Regions from separate parts of the Pan troglodytes genome. Here region 1 is linked to region 2. Evidence: chromatin contacts called from public HiChIP or PLAC-seq data. All regions are on one chromosome and are shown on one strand. Each heading gives the region's core, a stretch centred on a gene start, on an enhancer-like site or on the middle of the called end of the contact. The rest is flanking DNA. Distances are from core to core; before and after follow the strand shown. Region 1 has its middle 98 kb from the start of LINC02913. Region 2 has its middle 10 kb from the start of NTMT1.

Evidence for each region. HiChIP or PLAC-seq counts read pairs in DNA pulled down with a chosen protein or histone mark.
Region 1: a contact with region 2 is called in an H3K4me3 HiChIP or PLAC-seq map of stem cell-derived excitatory neurons, with 6 times the contacts expected there. The contact joins two enhancer-like sites. A contact is called at or near these places in 1 of 7 Hi-C or Micro-C datasets (stem cell-derived neural progenitor cells) and 1 of 1 datasets of contacts at active chromatin or transcription factors (stem cell-derived excitatory neurons).

Annotation. Positions count from the first base shown.
Region 1 is chr11:9,041,372-9,047,642 of NHGRI_mPanTro3-v2.0_pri, reverse strand. No RefSeq gene overlaps it. Among named protein-coding and RNA genes, the nearest start is that of LINC02913, 98 kb to the left of the region's middle. Within about 2 kb of position 4,697, at least 24 of the 24 cell types and tissues checked have an H3K27ac peak or open chromatin away from gene starts, as enhancers often do. A contact at or near this core is called in stem cell-derived excitatory neurons and stem cell-derived neural progenitor cells, where this site is marked.
Region 2 is chr11:8,854,472-8,860,701 of NHGRI_mPanTro3-v2.0_pri, reverse strand. No RefSeq gene overlaps it. Among named protein-coding and RNA genes, the nearest start is that of NTMT1, 10 kb to the right of the region's middle. Within about 2 kb of position 1,386, at least 10 of the 24 cell types and tissues checked have an H3K27ac peak or open chromatin away from gene starts, as enhancers often do. A contact at or near this core is called in stem cell-derived excitatory neurons and stem cell-derived neural progenitor cells, where this site is marked.

The DNA.
Region 1 (6,271 bases), core at 3,448-5,947, 180 kb before region 2:
CACCATCACCATCACAACCACCATCACTATCACAACCACCATCAGCATCACCACCACCATCAACACCACCACCACCATCAGCATCACCACCATCAACATCACAACCACCACCACCACCATCATCAGCATCACAACCACCATCAACATCACCATCAACATCACCATCAGCATCACAACCACCATCACCACCACCATCAGCACCACCATCACCATCAACATCACAACCACCACCATCACCACCACCACCACCATCACAACCACCATCACCACCACCACCACCATTACAACCACCATCACCACCACCACCATCAACATCACAACCACCATCAGCATCACCACCACCATCAACATCACCACCATCAGCATCACCACCACCATCAACATCACAACCACCATCAGCATCACCACCACCATCACCATCACCACCACCATCACCACCACCATCACCATCACCACCACCATCAGCATCACCACCACCATCACCATCACCATCATCAGCATCACCACCACCATCAACATCATAACCATCAGTATCACCACCACCATCAACATCACCACCACCATCAGCATCACCACCATCACCACCACCATCAGTATCACCACCACCATCAACATCACCACCACCATCAGCATCACCACCACCAACATCACCACCACCATCACCATCACCACCACCATCAGCATCACCACCACCATCACCATAACCACCACCATCAGCATCACCACCACCATCAACATCACAACCACCATCAGTATCACCACCACCATCACCACCATCAACATCACCACCACCATCAGCATCACCACTGTCATCAGCATCACCACCACCATCAGCATCACCACCACCACCATCACCACCATCATCAGCATCACCACCACCATCACCACCACCACCATCAACATCACAACCACCACCATCACCACCACCAACATCACAACCACCATCAGCATCACCACCACTATCATCACAACCACCACCATCACCACCACCATCAACATCACAACCACCATCAGCATCACCACCAACATCACCACCACCATCACCACCACCATCAGCATCACCACCACCATCACCACCACCATCATCAGCATCACCACCACCATCACAACCACCATCAGCATCACCACCATCATCAGCATCACCACCACCATCACCACCCCCATCACCACCGCCACCATCAGCATCACCACCATCATCAGCACCACCACCATCACCACCACCACCATCAGCATCACAACCACCATCAGCATCACCACCACCATCACCACCACCATCAGCATCACCACCAACATCACAACCACCATCAGCATCACCACCACCATCACCAGCATCACCACCACCAACATCACCACCACCATCAGCATCACTACCCCCATCAGCATCACCACCACCACCACCACCACCATCACCATCACCACCACCACCATCACCATCACCACCACCATCAGCATCACCACCACCATCAGCATCACCACCATCAACATCACAGCCACCATCACCATCACCACCATCAACATCACAACCACCATCATTATCATCACCCTATCCTCATCCTCAACCTCAACACTCCTGTATTTGTTTCCTTCCTTACGGCTGAGGAACACATCACTACAAACCTGGTGGCTTACAACAACACAGATGATTCTCTTGCTGTTCTGAAGGCCAAAGGTCTTCAGCAGGCTCGGGGAGGACCCTTCCTGCTGCTTCCAGTTTCTGGCAGCTCTAGGTGCTCCTTGGCTCGTGGCTGCATCACTCCACCCTCTGCCTACGTCTACACACAGCTTCTCCTCTTCCGTAGGCACTCGTGATGGCATTTAGGCCCCACTTAGGTCATTGAGGGTGACCTCCTCCCAAGATCCATAACTTAATGACATCAACAAAGACCCTTTTTTCCAAATAACGTCACATTCACAGGTTCCAGGGATTAGGGTGTGGACATATTTGGTGGGGGGGTGCACCATTTAACCCACTACAAACACCACCACCACCAGCATCGCCATGGTTGCATCAGTTAAGTTCTAGAAAGTACCAGGTCAGTCCAGGGCCCTCACCTGCGTCATGACCTTTCTTCCTTAAGACAAACTCAGAGCAGGCTCTGTTATTTATTTATTTATTTATATTTATTTATTTGACAGAGTCTTTCTGTCGCCCAGACTGGAGTGCAGTGACGCAATCTCTGCTCATTTCAACCTCTGCCTCCCAGGTCCAAGTGATTCTCTTCCCTCAGCCTCCCAAGTAGCTGGAATTACAGGTGCCCGCCACCACGCCCAGCTAATTTTTGTATTTTTAGGAGAGATGGGTTTTCACCATGCTGACCCGGCTGGTCCTGAACTCCTGGCCTCAAGTGATCCGCCCTCCTCATCCTCCTAAAGTGCTGGGATTACAGGCGTGAGCCACCACGCCCGGCCCAGGGTCAGTTATTACCCCCATTACTTAACACATAAAGAGGCCAAGTCTTGGAGAAAAGAACTCGCTGGCCCAAGGCTTCGCTGAGAAGGAAGGATTTGAACCCTAGCACTCTGGCGACAGTGGCCCCTGACTGACAGTTGTCCTGCCCCCAGCCCCAAACTTCTGATCATACAGATAATTCCACAGATGAAAGACTGGGGCAACCAGCACCTGAATGGAAGGCACAGCGCCACGGTCCCATCTAGGCTCTATCACCAGCTGGTGGCGCATCTTAGCCCCATCTCCTTCCCCTCTCCAGGCCTCAGTTTGCCCAACTGTAAAACAAGAAGTGGGGGTAGTTGGTCTCGGTAATCTCCGAAGTCCTCCCAGATCTGGGGTTCTGCAACACTGGGTGTCTACTGTCATTTTGTCACAAACTTTGCCCAGGGCTCCGACTCTCGCATCAGCTAAACCCTCTGAACCCACCACCACGTCTGCGTGGACGGTCAGCCTGTGGGGTGAGTGCTGGTGACTCGGCGTGGAGGGAGGTATAGGCCTGCCCGATGCCTGTCTGTATCTCAGGGCTGGGAACCTCTGTCTTACACTCCACAAGCGCTGGGGTGGGATGGGGTGGGAGTGGGGTGGGGTGGGGGTGGGAGTGGGGTGGGGATGGAGGATGCTCTTTCTTCTTGGAACCAGTGACTTTGGTTCACACATTCAGGGAGGGCTGTGCAACTGAGAGCGGCTGGTGCTGGGAACAGAGCTGAAGATCACTTTATCTTGAAAGGGCAAAGGTCTCCGTGACCAAAGGCTAACCGCATGTCCTTGGAAGAGAAAAAGAAAAAGAAAACATGAAACAGGCTAAAGGGGTCGCTGAAAGTTGTTTCCAAAACCTGGGTTGTTCACTAGGAGTTGCTTGTAAGTGTAAACATTTTTTTTTATTTTTATTTTTTGAGATGGAGTCTTGCTCTGTTGCCCAGGATGGAGTGCAGTGGCATGATCTTGGCTCACTGCAACCTCTACCTCCCAGGTTCAAGTGATTCTCATGCCTCAGCCTCCCTAGTAGCGGGGATTACAGGTGTGCACCACCACGCCTAATTTTTGTATTTTTAGTAGAGACTGGGTTTTGCCATGTTGACTAGGCTGGTTTCAAACTCCTGGCCTCAAGTGATCCTCCTGCCTCGGCCTCCCGAAGTGCTGGGATTACAGGCGGGCCGTGCCCGGCCAACATTTGTTTTTCTGAACCCATGGTATGGTGTGCACTGCAGAGGCTTTTTCCTCTGGCTTCTCTGTCCAGAGCAGCAACTGTATGCATTTGAGCTGATAATGTCCAAGAGTGGGGAGCTGAGTTAGGAACAGAATCACAAACTTTAATTAGCAGGATGACACTAACATCCCAGCAGGGGCTTGGGGGCGTCCTTCAGGCCCATCTGATCCCGGTGGACACCTCCCCACAGGACCCCCAATCTTGGGACACTGGAAGCCAGGCGCCCTTTGAGGGTGGAGGGAGGCCACCCACCTCCCCATGTGGCCAGCAATTGCATGCCCCGGCAGCCTGCCCTGGCTTGGTTCAGCAGGGCCCAGAATGTTCTGGTCTTTATCTGGTTTAGTTTTAAGTGCTTCCAACGGCAGCAGGGCTGTTCCACCACAGTCCCCAGGAAATTGGTCCGTGTAGGACGGAGCCTTCCCGAGAATGAAGTCATCTGTTCCTTTTTTATTTTTTGTTGCCTTTCTCCTTCAACGCGAGTCACCGGGCCTCTGCAGTCCCTCCCCGCGCCAACGCGCCCCGCCGCGGGGCCCGGACGGGCTGGCGGGGGAAGGGGCGAGGAGCAGGGCCCCGGGGTGCGCGGCCGCCCGACGCCCCCTGCTCTCGCCCTGCCCCCCGCCCCGGCCCCCGCCCGCCGCGGCCTGAAGGTGAGCTCCCGGGGGGCTGCCCGCGCTCCGGCGCGGCCCGCTCGGCAAACAATAACAGTAAATAACGCTCCCTTGTCAACGTAATAAAAACGGAAACGGTTACAATGTTTTTTAATAAGCGTCCCCCATCAATCTCCCTCCCCCTCGTCCCGGGCCGTGGGCACCGGGGAGGAGGGGGAAGGGTGGGGGGCACCGGGGCGCGCTGCTTGGGGGGCCCGGGGTGCAGGAGGAGGAGGACGCCCGGGGGAAGAGGGGAAAACACAGCAAGTGAGAGACGAGGGGGCGCGAGCGGCCGGGGTCACGCGCGCCAGCCGAGCCGGGAAGCGGCCGCGGTGAGTAACACCGTTGCCATGGCGACGTGGCCGCGAGGAACAGGAAGCGGCAGAAATAGCAGCCACCGCGGCCCGCGCCGCCCGGCCCCTCCCCCCAGCCCGTTGCCACGGAGACCGGGCCAGAGCGAGGCTGCGCGGGCGGCCGCGGCCTCCTGCGCCCCAACCCGCGCATGCGCAGCGGGGCCTGGCCCACGAGGGCGTCGCGGGTGTGTCCCGTCGCCGCGCCGGGGCCACCTGGACCCCCAGACCTGCCCCTGCCGCCCGCTCGGGTAGTGGTTCGGGGGCCGGGGGAAGGAAAAGCCAAATCGTTCCTTGTTTGCCTTTGGAAAGCCGCCCCGCCATTGTTCCGGGCGGATTCCTTGGTTTCCAGGCGCTGTAGGCCAGGAGAGGAGGGGGCAGGAACCCCGGCCCAGCGGTCCCAGACGTTTTCGAAGCGACAGACCCTGGGCCCATCGCGGGGACGCGGAGGGGACGCGGGCCAGCAGCCCCGCCCTCCGGAGCTCAGGCCCAGTCCGGGCTTCCCAGGCCCCGGGGCTGCCCTCCCGGAGCCCGACCTCCCCTGGGGGTGGGGGTGCTGCCCCGGGGCCCCCTTCCTGGGTTTTCTGGTCCTTTTGTTCAGTATCCCCCTCCCCGGATTGAACCAGCAAAGAGCACAAAGCAGAAAATACATCCTTGCCGCCCCCAGGCTCCCTCATCCCGCAGAAAACTCTGAAACAGTCCACACCCGTCCCAAAGTTGAGAGAAACCTGGACGTTTCATAAACAAAACCCGCCCTCCAGTAGCGTGTTTATGTGGAGGCGGCCTCGCGTGTCTGAGGCTGGGGTGTGTGTGCGTGTGTGTGTGTGTACGTGCGCCAGGGACACGCGATCATCTCTCAGGTGTTTGTGGAGAATTTTTTTTCTCTCCAGATTTTGTTTGGTTTGTTTTTAATAAGGGTCAGAGGTCTGGGCTTCTGTGGGGAAGGGGCAAGGGTCATCTCGGATGGCCAGGCCGGGAGGTCCTAGGGGGAGGGGTCGCGGGGCCTGGGCTGCCGGGCGAGGCAGGAGCGGGTGGGAGTCAGCGGGGACAGGCTCCGCGAGCTGCTCCTGGGGTATGGCCCCAGAGAGGACCCAAGCCAGGACTGGGATCTCTCTCCCCTGAGCAGGGCAGCTGTCATTTCCCCGGCCCCTGTCCTGGCCACACTGGCCAAGAGAGAAGGCAAGCGGAGTGGCCCCGGTCTCTGGGGCTTTCTGCATTGGAAAGGGGAGGCTTTTGTTTTTTTGTACAAGGCGGACTTCAACTTTCAGCGAGCAGGCTGACCAGATGGGAATGTAGACAGGGTGTGCGGGGAAGGGGGACCGCATGCTTCAAATCTCCTCCCTGCCACCATCGCCTAGCAGCCTGAGCCCCCACTGCGGCCCTGTGCTGGCTGAAGGGAGGGAGGGGCTAGGGCTGATGTTTCTTCTTCCCTCCTTCCCCCCCGCCCCTTTTCCAGATGTGAGAAAGGAACCCCGCCCTGCAGGGGAAACTTGTCTGGTGTCCAGAAGACTTAGGATCCACGGTGGGGGGCTGGGTGCCATATTGCCGTCTCTCCTTGAAGGAGAAGATGAACACATAGGGAGAAGGCGCCTGGGAGCTGTCGCTGCAGTCTAGAGAA
Region 2 (6,230 bases), core at 137-2,636:
GTGGAGATGGATTTATTAAGAGTAAACCTGAGAAGGGCTTCTGGCCAGCAGGCTCAGGAGCAAGCTTCTCATATAGCCTGAGGCTTTTTAAAGGGCCTGGTTGGGGAAGTGTGCTTTTTTTTTTTTTTTGAGACAGAGTTTCACTCCTGTTGCCCAGGCTGGAGTGCAATGGTGGGATCTCAGCTCACTGCAACCTCCGCCTCCCAGGTTCAAGCAATTCTCCTGCCTCAGCCTCCTGAGTAGCTGGGATTACAGGCACCTGCCACCACACCCAGCTAATTTTTTGTATTTTTAGTAGACACCTGGTTTCACCATGTTGGCCAGGCTGGTCTTGAACTCCTGACCTCAGGTTATCTGCCCACCACAGCCTCCCAAAGTGCTGAGATTAGAGGCATGAGCCACCGCGCCCAGCCCGGAAGTGTGCTTTGAGGAAAGATTCTATGTGGAGGAGTTGGGGAAGTGCTGGCTGGTTGTGACTGTTGGGGACTTTGTGAGGTTCTGTTGCAGTTACAGCCTTATGCTCTGTGGAAGCTATGGGCAGGGTTGACATTTGCGGACAGTTTTGAGACATGGAAACTTGATACTTTTAAGATGGTGGAGACTTGTGAAGATGGCGGCACTCTTGTCCTATTAGACACAGCCTGTTGGGGGCCCCTCTCTCTTAGCTCCTCAGGGGCCAGCATGGCCACCTCAATCCCACCAGCTTCGAGACCTCAACTTCTCTGTGGGCCTCAGCGTCCTCATCTGCAACTTGGAACAAAAACTCTGTCCTCAGCCAGCAGCCCTGGGGAGCTGGGAGAAACCAGGCAATCAGCCCACTAGGTGGGCAGAGGAGAGGGTTCCAGGAGACAGCTGCAAAGCCTCCTGGGACTCTGAGGACAGAGAATCCTGGGGGCGGGGCTGGAGCTTTCTAGGGGCTGCCAGTGGTTGAACCCAAGGGCCGAGGCAGCAGCTGGGGGCCCTCTGCAGTGAGGAGGAGGTCCCGGCTGGAGGTCGGGAGAGGGGTCACCCAGCTTTGCAATCTGATGGGCAGGGAGGAGAAAGAGGCTATGGTGCGCCTGCATGGGTGCATTGGAAGCTATAAGGCTCCAGTGCGCGGGGCCGATGGGCTCTAGGACCCTGGAATTCTCTCAGCACCCGCCCACACACTGACCAGTCCCCAAGGCTTATTACTATTGTGATCGCTATGATCGAAGGACCCCCTCTCCCTGTCTCCTGCGCCCACCCACAGCTGTCCAGACTGAGGGATGCGAGGATGCCCTCCAGGTGTCCACAGCTGGGGTTCTGGGCCAGGGATTACCAGAGTCTGAGCAGCCTTGGGGAACGCTGAGGCAGGGGGCCGGGGAGGAGGGCACCTGGGAAGAGGGTAGGGCGGGAGGTTTATGGGAGGCCCCACGGGAAGAGAGGACGCCTTTCCCTCCCATCCCCCGCAGGGAGGAGCTGAGGCTGGAGCCTGGGAGGGGAAGATGGGAAAGGCGCTCCTGGCAGAAGGAACAGCGTGTGCTAAGGCCGGAGTGAGGCAGTAGCTGAGAACCAGTTCTGTCTGGCCAAGGGGCCAGGAGGGAGGAAGAAACGGGTGGCGCGCAGGGCACCCATGGCAGGGCCTTGAATGCCGGGATAACTCATTCCTCGCTCCTAGCGCGGGGCTGGGCCGCCCTTGGGCCCTGGGGAGGGCGTCAGGCGGGACCCTTTGTCCCTCCCTCCGTCCCCTCCCCTTCACTCTCCCCTTTCTCCCCCTCCCGCCCCTCCCCTCCTCCTCCCCGCTCTCCCCGGCCCTGTCCCGGGAAGGCTGGACCGGCCCGCGGCGTGCCCTTTCAAGTCGGCCTCCCGGAGTCTCCGGAGCCGCCCGAGCGCTGGGGCCGCTGGCGCGGACTTCAAAGCCCGCCGCCAGATCCGGTTGCGGGTGGGGCGGGCGAGCTGGGAGGGAGGCGGGTTTCGGTGGATTCCCCTTTCATCCCGCGGCTGCAGCCGGGCGCAGACCTCGGGGAGGCCCGGCGCGTCCCCGCTGGGCAAGTCCCTGCAGGGCAGCGACCGGGAACGGAGGGCTGGGGACGCCACGAGGCCGCGCCGCAGGGCGGGGGAGGCCTGAACCCAGACTGGGGGCTTCGGACCCGCCTGCGCTGTGGGACCTCAGGCCAGCGCCTACCTGTCGCTGGGCCTCAGCTTTCCTAAATGCCCTACTCCCTGCCCAGGACTCCCCGGCACGGGACCTTTCTGGGGAGGGGCATTCGGGAACAAACAGTGGCCCTTGGACAGCTGAGATAGGAACAGGAAGCTAAGCTGGGAGCCCGGGCTCTCCTTGGGGTACCTGCCCGACCCCACCCATCCCACCGGAGAGGAACCGCTTCCTGCATCAGCCAAGCCCTGCCCGCAGTGTAACCCGTGGTCCAGCCTGGCCCTCTCTGGGCCTCAGCTTCCTGGAAGGCGGAGGGGGTGGCGGCTGAATGCCCTCCCTCCGGGTTGAGGTGTAGCACATCCCTTCTTGCCGTCCTGTTTCCCGGTCCCTAAAGTAAGGGTGGAGGGAAATGGCTCTCCCTTTCTGGTGTAACCATAAGGAAGTGGCTGCCTGACATTCTGTAGCCGTCCGCGTGCCCCATCCAAGCCCCACAGAGCCCTGTGTGTAGATTAAGAACATCCTTTTTTTAGGTGAACAGCCTGAGGCAGAGGGGGTGTCGCTTGCCCCAGGTCTCAGCTGGCAGGGAAACTGGGACTTGACACAGAGTTACTTGGGCTTTCCTCCACCTTCCTCCCTGCCCATGGTCCCCACTGATTGCAAAACAGACAGGGGAGGTGAGTCCAGGCTGGGAATTTGGAAAGCAGACACTGACATAACGTGGGGTGCAGGCGCAGGAGTAGTATCACCCCCGCTTTACAGACCCAGAAACGGACACCGAGAGGTTGCGAAGCCAGACAAGGGGCAGAGCTGGGTATTGACGCAGATTTTTGGGGCCCCAGAGACTTGAGGTTTAGCCACTGCCTCTGGGGTGAGAGGGGCAGGGCACTTACTGTGTGTCAGGCCCAGGCTGGGAAGCATCTTGATCAACACAAGAACCCCAGCTGGGAGGTGGTGGTGTAGGAAAGGGGTCCAGATCCAGACCCCAAGAGAGGGTTCTTGGATCTCTCGCAAGAAAGAATTCAGGGTGAGTCCATAAAGTAAAAGCAAGTTTATTAAGAAAGTAAAGGAATAGGCCGGGCATGGTGGCTCATGCCTATAATCCCAGTACTTTAGGAGGCCGAGGTGTGCGGATCACGGGGTCAAGAGATCAAGATCATTCTGGCCAACATGGTGAAACCCCATCTCTACTAAAAAATACAAAAATTAGCTGGGCGTAGTGGTGCGCGCCTGTAGTCCCAGCTACTCGGGAGGCTGAGGCTGGAGAATAGCTTAAACCTGGAAGGCGGAGGTTGCGGTGAGCCAAGATCACACCACAGCACTCCAGCCTAGCAACAGAGCGAGACTCCGTCTTAAAGAAGAAGAAGAAAAAAAAAAGAAAGTAAAGGAATAGGCCAGGCACGGTGGCTCACCCCTGTAATCCCAGCACTTTGGGAGGTTGAGGTGGGCAGATCACCTGAGGTCGGGAGTTTGAGATCAGCCTGGCCAACATGGAGAAATCCCATCTCTACTAAAAATACAAAAATTAGCCAGGCATGGTTGCATGTGCCTGTAATCCCAGCTACTCAGGAGGCTGAGGCAGAAGAATTGCTTGAACCCAGGAGGCGGAGGTTGCAGTGAGCTGAGATCGCACCACTGCACTCCAGCCTGGGCAACAGAGCAAGACTCCGTCTCAAAAGAATGACTACACCATAGAGCAGCGCTGAGGGCTGCTGGTTGCCCATTTTTATGGTTATTTCTTGATGATATGCTAAACAAGGGGTGGATTATTCATGTCTCCCCTTTTTAGACCATATAGGGTAACTTCCTGTCATTGCCATGGCATTTGTAAATTGTCATGGCGCTCGTGGGAGTCTAGCAATGAGGACAACCAGAGATCACTCTGGTTGCCATCTTGGTTTTGGTGGGTTTTGGCCAGCTTCTTAACTGCAACCTGTTTTATCAGCAATGTCTTTATGGCCTGTATTTTGTGCCGACCTCCTATCTCATCCTGTGACTTAGAATGCCTTAACCGTCTGAGAATGCAGCAGCCCAGTAGGTCTTGCCTCATTTTACCCAGCCCCATTCAAGATGGAATTGCCCTGGTTCAGACACCTCTGACAGTGATGCGACCATTGCGCAGGCCTGGGACCGAGACACAGAGAAGTGAATGGTGAGGCCAGGCACAGTGACTCATGCCTGTAATCCCAGCACTTTGGGAGGCCGAGGCGGGTGGATCACCTGAAGTCAGCGGTTCGAGACCAGCCTGGGCAACATGGTGAAACCCCATTGCTACTAAGAATACAAAAATTAGGCCAGGTACAGTGGCTCACGCCTGTAATCCCAGCACTTTGGGAGGCCAAAGCAGGTGAATCACCTGAGGTCAGGAGTTCAAGACCAGCCTGGCCAACATGATGAAACCCTGTCTCTAATGAAAATACAAAAATCAGCCAGTCGTGGTGGCAGGCACCTGTAATCCCAGCTACTCTGGAGGCTGAGGCAAGAGAATCACTTGAACCGGGGAGGTGGAGGTTGCTGTGAGCCGAGATCGCGCCACTGCATTCCAGCCTGGGCAACAGAGCGAGACTCCATCTCAAAACAAACAAACAAAAAAATTAGCTGGGCGTGGTGGCACGCCCCTGTAATCCCAGCTACTCTTGAGGCTGAGGCAGGAGAATCACTTGAACCAGGGAGGTGGCAGTTGCAGTGAGCTGAGATCACGCCACTGCACTCCAGCCTGGCGACAGAACGAGACTCCATCTCAAATAAAAAGTAAATGGTGGGCCCCAGTCTCACCAGAAGTGACTGAGTCAGAATTGGAACCCAGTCTGTCTGGCTCCTATGCCCCTGCACTTGATTTAGAGCTTTGCCCAAAGAGAGCTGTACTGCTTACCCACTCGCACCAAACACTGCATGGTTCCAGAGCCCTGGAAGGGTGTCTCTGCGTGGGGCCTAATCTGCCAAGAGGGGGCAGTTTTAACGGGCTTCCAGCATGATGCTGAATGTACCCAGGCTGGTGGGCTGGGACAAGTGCCCAGGTATCTAGCAGATGCCACCCCAGCCCAGAGATTTAAAATTCCTCTCTGGAAAATCAGATAATCAAAGAAGTCAAATACCGTGAAATGAATGTGATCCCTGCCAGAAGCCCAGAGGGAACATCTGAGAAACATTGCATTGCAAGTGCAGGCACGGGACCCTCCCCCTTGCCGTATAGGCAGGGAAACTGAGGCACGGTATGTGGCAGGGAGATGTTCACAGATAGGATCCCTATCCCTTTGCGCAGCGTTCATTCAGGGCCTTCTCTGTGGCAGGCTCTGTGTTAGGGACCTGTCCAGTCTCTGCATTCTTGGAGCTCAGGGGCTACTGAGTATGGTCCATGTGTGCCAGCAATGCCACCACTGTTCCGTCCTGATTGTGGTAAGTGCCACACAAGGAGAACTGTGGGGAGCTGGTTTCATTTGGGAGGGCTTCCCTGAGGAGGTGACATCTGAGACCTGATGTTAAGTGGGAACCCATGAAGCTGGTAGAAGAGCATTCTGGGTAGAGAGGAGGGCATGTGCAAAGGCCCTGGGGTGTGAAGGAGTTTGGCTCAGGAGCTAAAGGAGAAGCCAGAGGCCTACTGCAGAGTGTGAGGGGAAGCACAGAGGGGGAAGAAGGAGAGAGGAGGGAGGAGGCAGAGGGGCCAGGGCCTTGGGGCTCAGAGGAGTCCCCAGGACTTCAGTGCTGGGGTGCCGGGGGGAGGGACAAGCAGGGGGAGTCAAGGCTGGCAACCAGGAATCCTGCCAGACAGACGTGCTCAGGGACACCCCAGGACTGCAAACCCCAGGAGAGTCCTGACTGGGAACAGGAGAGCAGAGGGAGCAGTCTCCAGTCTTGCTCTAAAGCCTGCTCTGTTCTCTCCTAAAAGAAAAAGGAGATCAAAAGGAAAATTTGCAAGTTAGATTTACCCTCAATTCTATTAAATCACCAAAAACTGTCGATAAATAATATTAAGATCTTTTTTTCTTTTTGAGACGGAGTCTTTGTCACCCAGGCTGGAGTGCAGTGGCATGATTTCGGCTTACTGCAACCTCCGCCTCCTGGGTTCAAGCAATTCTCCTGCCTCAGCCTCCCAAGTAGCTGGGATTACAGGCATGAG